2 separate regions of the Zea mays genome follow, and region 2 is linked to region 1. Evidence: chromatin contacts called from public Hi-C data. All regions are on one chromosome and are shown on one strand. Each heading gives the region's core, a stretch centred on a gene start, on an enhancer-like site or on the middle of the called end of the contact. The rest is flanking DNA. Distances are from core to core; before and after follow the strand shown.

Evidence for each region. A called contact is a pair of places that touch in the nucleus more often than the background predicts.
Region 2: a Hi-C map of ear shows a contact between it and region 1, with 2.2 times the contacts expected there. The contact joins the promoter of LOC103653691 here to the promoter of LOC100286216 in region 1. A contact is called at or near these places in 2 of 25 Hi-C or Micro-C datasets (ear and tassel).

The regions. Positions count from the first base shown.
Region 1 is chr4:132,650,258-132,654,445 of Zm-B73-REFERENCE-NAM-5.0, forward strand. LOC100286216 (small nuclear ribonucleoprotein Sm D1) reads right to left here and starts at 1,967. Exons shown (of 5, transcript NM_001159104.2): 1 at 1,896-1,967; 2 at 1,697-1,773; 3 at 830-878; 4 at 1-169. The coding sequence starts at 863.
Region 2 is chr4:133,258,709-133,262,896 of Zm-B73-REFERENCE-NAM-5.0, forward strand. It overlaps LOC103653691 (60S ribosomal protein L6-like), which reads right to left and starts at 2,036. Exons shown (of 4, transcript NM_001301490.1): 1 at 1,758-2,036; 2 at 1,559-1,665; 3 at 340-521; 4 at 1-272. The coding sequence starts at 1,972. The coding sequence ends at 117.

The DNA of each region.
Region 1 (4,188 bases), core at 717-3,216:
ACCCTTGGTGTTTCCTCAACCAGCAAAGTCTCCAGGTTTAGGCTGTCAGGAAGGATATAATAGCGGATGTTGTTTCCCCTCACACTAAGGTGATCAAGGGTAACAGGATTTTTCCCTTTTAGTGTCAGCTTCACAGTCTTCAGATGAGTATTCATGCTGATGTCAACACCTACAAAGTCCAAAAAATCAGAATACACTACTGAATAATCATTCTAGGATTACTGTAAAATCTGATGGAATGGGAGAGAATTTTAATGGGATGTTAAAAACTGACTATAATAAAATCATGTGAAAGATGCTGTCAGATGCAATGATATGGGGACAAATTAAAGGCCAGTAAATATAATATTAAAAGACTAGCCATTGTTGTTTGCTGGCGAAATCTGTAATCTTACACCTCATGTCACTTCAAATTCAAATTTCTAAACAAACAAACATTGAAATATCCTGCCTATATGTATTTAGGCAGCTTACCAACCTAGTTAAATGCCATAATAGCATTTCTACACATTTTGTAAGAGACATTCAACAATAGCTCAAGATCAAAATTCAAAATTCACCCTGCTTCAGATTTTTGCATGTTGGCAGGGATTGCCATGTTTAGCTATACCGGTATGGAGTAACCAATGATGCTACCAAAGATGCAAAATCTAAGATTTGTGGAGTTTTGTGCTGGTTTGATCACATCCATTTGTGGAGTTCTTGTAAGGACTGAAATTAGATGGACAATTTTTTTTAATCACCAAAAAATGACAGAAATATTCTCTAATCTTAGGTGTTAATAACAGTGTCATATGGTAAGTTCTAAACAACATGAAAATTACTTAACTATCTGAAGATAGCTGTCCGTATATGTAAACCATAATCGACCGGATAACCTATAAAAGAAACATTACACTGTGACTATTAATGCTACGTAGGATTACTCCAATATATAAAGGACAATGCATATACCCTACCATACTATCTAGAGCAGGCAATGTAGATAAAATGAATTTCTTGAAAATTCAAACATATGATGAGGACTTGAAAATAATTACTATCCTAAATTAAGCCAGTAAACATGAAAGTTGAACCCTAGGGGAAAAAGATGTCTACAAGAAAAGTAAACATGGTCTTTTTTGTTAGGGAAAACATGGTCTGTGAAGCACAAATAAATGTTCAGTCCACCCTCCATTTTCACGATGCCTAACTTAGAAGAAACTCAGAAAACTGTACTAATTTTGGTTTAGGTTGCATCTAGAAATCTTTCATTTCACATTGGACGACAGAAATCGCCTAAAAATTATCCAGTTTAAGCACAACTTTGGTATGCAGGAGCAACATTACCCATTGAAACCAAACATTAGAAACTATAAAAATCACCAACACTTCAAATCAGATTTATAACAGCCAATACTGGCAGCAATGCAAAAATTAAAGTGAATTACCCAAAACGGCAACATGGTGTTGCAAGTCACATGTTATATGGAAGGAATAACTAGAATATATTGCCTTACTATAGATGAATAAAATTCACCATATTTGGACCAAGCGGAAACAGGATGGCAATAAAAGATCATATAGTAGCTCTGTTGGTCACATGTTCCTAGGTTACAGCCAGAAACACAGTATTAAGCTACTTTCTAAGCCCGCACACCTAAAGGTGCCCCGCACCTCTAATTCCCACAGTGGTAAAGTTCGCATGACGTCATACCGGTAATGGTTCCGTGTACGACGGTGCCGTTCTTAAGCTCGATGGTCACCGTTTCGTTGTTCAGCTTCATCAAGAACCTGTAAAAGCGCAATTCCCGCGCCAAAATCCGCACCGATTCGGGCGAAAATTGCACCAAACGAATCAGCAGACTGAAACGAATGGAGGGGGAAAGGGGAGAAACAGGGGGATGCTGGCTTACCTGACGAGCTTCATCTTGGAGGCGCTTGTGGGGAGGTAAAGCTAGGGTTTTTGCGGGGGGAGCTGCTACCTCGAGCTGATTCGGAGCGGGCGAGGAGACATAAAAACCCCTTCTCCCGATTTGCGGCTGTACACTGTAGTCGCGAGATGGGCTAAATGGGCTGTAGCTGGGCCTACGATGGGTCTTCGAAAGGAAAAAGTCTATTTGATATCCCTCAAGTCCGATGGGGAGGTGGAGGATTCGCTTTCGCTGACGCCTGACGGCAACGTGTCGCACCGGCGGCCTTGGCCACTGTCCTCGAGCTCGTCGGCCCGCCCACCTTCAGGTCCAGCGCCTTCACCTTCACCACCGGCTACGGCTAGGCGCGCTCTCAACTTCGAGAGTGCGGACTATGTCGCTGATCGCAGCCGTGAACTCCACCCCAACTTCGACAGGCATGCTTACAACATACTAAAATAATACACCATCTTCACTCTTCAGTAGGCGGTGGCCTTGAGAGCCGAGATCGGATGAGGATTTCCAAATCCTTGTCTCTAGTTCAGTCTCTCTCGTGGGGCTACAGAACCATGGCAGATGAGGAATTCCGGATACTGGGAGATGACCCTTTGTGCAGCAACATGACGATGATCGATCATACCCAGATATAGATACTGAAGTACGGAATTACAAATGATTAGCTTTCCAAAATTCTCTCCATTTGGTTAAACATGAAATTGAGATTTAAAATCAGAGACTCAATTATCTGGAATTGAACTATAACTAGAAACTCTTTCTCTCAATACATAGCATCGCCCTCCGTATTGTGTAGAATTAGGCCGCAAAATTTCAAACTCCAATTCAGTAATATTCAAACAATATAATTAGAATTACATCATTTCAATACCAAATTCAATTTCATGCCTTAAATATTGACATCTAAACGGATCATCAGATTTTTCGTCATGATGTGAAATGCAAATGAAAACAGAAAGCTACTTTTGAATCACTTGTATACATGTCCAGGCGAGCCGGGGCTTGCCGGATGGCTTGAAACCCGACACTGGTTGTGCCCAGCTCGAAACCAGCACGACACATAGCGAACCGAGCCCATGACGGCTTGGCCTGGTCACTGGGCTGTGCCTGGGCTAAGGCGTGGCATGGCAGGCTTCGACACGACCTAGTTTTATTTTTTTCTATTTTTTTCATACAAATACATATCATATGTTTTTGTTGGTTATATGGGTGCGAATAAATGTTTAGAGGTAAAAGGCAACACAATGTAAAATGTTACGGACATTCGTCCCTGAAAGCGTTATCTTCTTCAAAGATAATGATTCCTGGACGAGGGTAAAGGGAGATGATTAACTTCAATCATGAAACAATCCTCCTTCGAGGGTTGTTTATGATCGAAGATTAATGACAGAACAAAAACGTTTCATATTTAATGAATGATAAGCAAATAACGAGGGATGAATCTTTCTTCTTATCATTTAATGATGTTAATAAAACCATACTTCAGACATTACAACGGTAAATGATTACATTTATACCTTCGGCTTTGCTCGAAGGGAAATATAAGGGTGACCTTCAGGAAATGGACAATCAAAAATGTGTCTCAAGCTCTCTTGAATAAGCCTTTCCAATGACCCCATGAACAGTATGGGGTACTGTTCATCTATTTATAGGCCTGGGACATAACCCAAGTGAAATTATAATTGTACCCTCTATCTCTATACATTTGTCTTAACACAAGTATCAAGGATAGAGTTGTCTTTCTACTCTTGAATTGGTTTGTTACGAGACCTTCGGAACTAGCTTGTATCGAAGCTATCATCGCGATGATTGCCGAAGCTTTGTCATATCCCTTGCGTTCCTCATTTCGCTATTTTATCATCGGCATTTAGTGTGTAGCATGTCTGTTAGATGAATCAAAGCAGTTAGTTTTATTCTGAGGACCTTCGGTAGAGAGATACCCCAACAGTAGCCCTTCGCGGTGCTAGATCATTTTTTAATAACGAGCTCGATCCGTGAAACATACAAAGGCCTCTGAATGCCGAAGGTCTGAAAAAAATCTTCTCTGAGCTTGTTATTAAAAAATGAATAAAAAAGTGACTGGCGCGGTGGTTCGCCTTCTCCGCCTGCAAGGCTATATAAACAAATTGGTTGGCGTTAGGTTTTTACAACATTCATTGCACTTGCATCGTTGTGCTGCCAAAAAAATTTACTATAGCCGAAGGTGTTTTCATTCTTCTCAGTTTTTGACTGTGCTTCGCCTTTAGTGCCAAAAAATCTCAGTTTAGCTTCGACTCAAAGC
Region 2 (4,188 bases), core at 786-3,285, 610 kb after region 1:
CTTATAATATTTGGCAGGAAGACTTCAATCACAATGAAACGTTCGCTACTGGTACAAAACTCAGAAGTACAAGAACACAGACAAAACAGCTTCCTACGAACTCCAAAACTAGAAACTTAGAATACCATCTCATGGGGCTTGTCACCATCCCTGAGAGAGAACCGGGCGCCAAGATAGGTTTTCAGCTCCAGGACAGCCTCGATAGCCTTGATCAGAGCAGAATCCACAGCCTTCTGGTCATCCTTCTTGAAGTCAGGCAGTGACTTGGATGCCTGCAGATTCAACAGATATGAAGCAAGGGTCGACAAAATAATGGATCTTTTTTACTCAGACACCTACCTCCTTTTCTGTCTCAAAAAGCTCGCCCTCGGTCTTCTTCACCTTCTGCTTCTTCTCCCTGGCAAAGTACTTGTCATCAAACTTGGCGACATCAACACCAGAGATGTCAACTTTGGTTGATGTAGCAATGACATAGGTCTGGTTCACACGGCGGATCGGTACTCCATTGATCTTGAAAGGCCCTGAAAGATAACAGAAACGCAAACTAATGACAGGAAAAGAATATCAAGTAGAACAGGATAGGAAAAAATACAACTCTTTTGAATGCATGAAGAGAAAGCCATGCAGCTAGACAGGAAGGAGGGTAAGGTTGTAACGGTGAACAGAAGCATTCTATCAACTTTAACTAAAAGTAAAGGGCAGACCCAGTGCCAGAGGCCCACATGAGTGGAGTTGAGGAAGGGATAAACGGAAGCAAGCCTTACCACTGCAAATGCACAGAGGCTGCTTTGAACCCGTGACCTAATGATTTTAATAAGACAGCTCCCACAACTGCAACAGGCCTACCCTTGTAACTTCAACTAAAAGTAATTTTATAAATCCAAACAATAGTAGTCTTCATTTACAGTATTTAAACTATAAAAGTTGTTTCCAGCAAGTCAAAGACATGAAAATGCAGATAGTCCAACAGTCTATTTTTTAACCATGTGACAGTGCCATCAAAGAACCAATGCTTAGGCATCACCTGTGTATGAGGGCGCAAATGCACTATGAGGTCAAGAGCTGTTGCGTATGATGCTACTATGAGCATTGAGGGTAGGGCTCCAGCAAATAAAAAATCATCATCCGATTCTCTCTCAGCTCTCGCATTCTGGTGGCCGAGACTCCCCCTCCCTCACAAATATTTATTTGCTGAAGCCAGGTCTTAGGTAAGGTTCTAAACTTTCTGGGCCAAGACCGTTCTTTGGACCTCGTCTGCAATGTACAAGGACTGGTTTGGTGACAAGGAAATTGGAGGGGAGGAAATCCCTTGCTATTCAATTTTGAATAGCATGAACTTTCCTCCCCTTCAATCCCCTCCAATTCCCTTGTCACCAAAGCCCGGATGCCCTTATATCACGCATGCAGGTCCTATAGTCCAGACTGAATTCGGATTCTTTAAAAACTCTACAAATAATATAGTTCACAGATTGAGCCAACCAGCGCGTAAAGATTTACATCTAACATTCAACTCAAAACTTATGCTGTGATCAGAGGCAGCGAACCAAGCGTGGCTCACCAGAGATAAGGAGCAGGCCAGACTTGAGCTGCTTGAGAAACACCACTCTCTTCCCCATGAAGCGCCCTGCGAGGAGGATCAGCACCGTCCCAGGCGTGATGCTCGACCTGCACAAAAGAATGGCAAGTGGAATCAAATCTCCAAGCAAAATAAATACGAACACCACGCGGGCTGCGACTTGAAGGAATGGCTTCGGCACCTGAGCTTGGTAGGCTTAGGCTTGCGGGTGCTGGGAACGCGGGGCTTGACGTCGTCGGCAGGGTAGAACTTGGGTTCCACGGCGGCGGCGGCCTTGTCGGCCTTGGGGAAGGCGCCGCCGTTCTTGGCCTTGATGGCCCACAGCCCACGGCGATGGTACGTGTGCGACCGCGAAGCGCGCTTGATGCCCGTCGACAGCTTCGACGTCGGCGCCATTGGATCGAAATGGTACGAGGCACAGCTTCGGATCGGGGACTGGGGGCGGCGGCGGTCGAAAAATGGAAGCGACGGTTTGGTCACGGCATATATATGTGTGCGGCGGCTTACAGGTGGAAACCCTAGGTCGTCGGGCTCCTCCGCGTGTAGTAGTGGGCCTAATTGTTGAGGCCCATGCACCTCACGAAATATTTTCCGTTCAAAAAATATATTTTGTCTTCATCAACTATCACAAAAGTTTAATTGTTTCTTCTTCGACTATAAAATTAATACAACTCGTTCCTTCTCTATCTCTATCTCTACTATATAAATCATTCTTTAAAGCACAAAAATTTCATGTGTCGTACGTTACACGCAAAACATGTAGTTCTATTTTTCTCCAACATGTCATAAGCTAACAGCCCTAAAGATCTTATATCTTTCATGCACAACTAACCTAAGATAAGACTCGTATCTCCATAGACGATATCGAGCATGTTATCCTGCTGGCCTCTCACTCGCCAACCAGACACTCTTCTACATTGTCATCTCCTTCGTGCGAGGAGGAAACCACTTCCAGACGTCAAGAACAAAAAAAGGTTAAATCTAAATTCAACTGCACTCCATTTAACTATTCTTGTATTTCTCACAACTCGAATGCCCAATTGCTTTCTATTCCTCTTGGCAAACCTCCTCGTTTTGGTGGAGAGGATTATTCTTGGTGGAGCCATAAAATGTGTAGTCATCTTTTTTCTCTCCATCCTAGCATTTGGGATATAGTAGAAAATGGAATGCAAATACGAGATATTGATGATGAGAATTTTGATGATATAGAAGTAGAAGAATTAATTCATAGAAATTTCCAAGCTGCCACTGTTTTGCTAGCTTCTCTATGCAGAGAAGAATACAACAAGGTAAATGGCTTGGAGAATGCCAAAGAAATCTGAGATACATTGAAGATCGTGCATGAAGGAAACTTGCTGACCAAAGTAACCAAGGTGAAGCTCATCGAGGGTGAACTTGGGAGGTTCGCCATGAAGATGGGCGAAGGGCCACAAGAAATGTACATCATGCTTAAGCCCCTAGTGAACCAAGTGCAGAACTATGGAAGGAAGAGATGGATGGATCATGAAGTTGTTGGACTCATGTTGAGGTCATTTACTGTTATAGATCCTACTCTTATTTCTTTAATCTATGAGAACTCTAGGTAAACTAAGATGGTGCCCGAGGAGGTGCTTGGAAAATTTGTTAGCCATCAAATGGTGGTTAAAGATGCCAAGTACATCGACGACAACACCAATGGGAGCACCCCTCCAATGAATCACAAGTCATTGCTTTCAAAGAAATGAATGATAAGGAGGCGATCCTCAACAAGGTGGCGCAAGTTGAGGCAGCCGGCCTCAACGATGAGGATATGGCCATCATCAAGCGCTTCAAGAGCGCATTGAAGGGGCACAAGAGCTACAACAACAACAAGTCAAAGGGGAAACGTTCATGCTTCAAATGTGGTAAGATTGGCCATTTTATTGCTAATTGTCTAGAATATGAAAGTGATGACTAGGAAAAGGCAAAGAAGGGAGAAGATGGAAAAGAAGAAGTTCTTTAAGAAAAAAGGGTGAGGCACATATTGGAAAGGAGTGGGACTCAAGTTGCAGCTCCTCCGACTCCGACAACGAAGGACTCGCCACCATTGCCTTCGACAAGTCATCACTCTTCCCCAACGAGCGACATACATGCTTGACGGCAAAGGAGAAAAAGGTATATCCTAGATCAACGCCAAAGTATACTTCCTCTAGTGATGAAGAATCTAGTGATGCTGAGGAAGATTATAACATGTTGTTTAAGGGCCTTGATAGCTTTAAGGTTGATAAAATTAATGAATTAATTGATTCCCTAAATGAGAAGGATAGACTTTTAGAAAAACAAGAAGATCTCATTCATGAGGAATATTACAAATTTGTTAGTGTGGAAAAGGCCCTTGCTCTTGAACTTGAAAATAATAAAATTTTGACTAAAGAGTTTGATGATTGTCACTCTTTCATTTCCTATCTTAAAATTGCTAATCAAGAATTGAATGATAATAGTGAAGTTGAATGAGTGACATGCATCTTCATCCCTCGAGCATGTCTCTATTTGAAATAGATGTAGGGATGTAGATGTTCCTGTCATTCTAATGTTGCTAAGATTGCTAGTTTGAATGATGAGATCGCAAAATTAAATGCTGAAACTAAAATTTG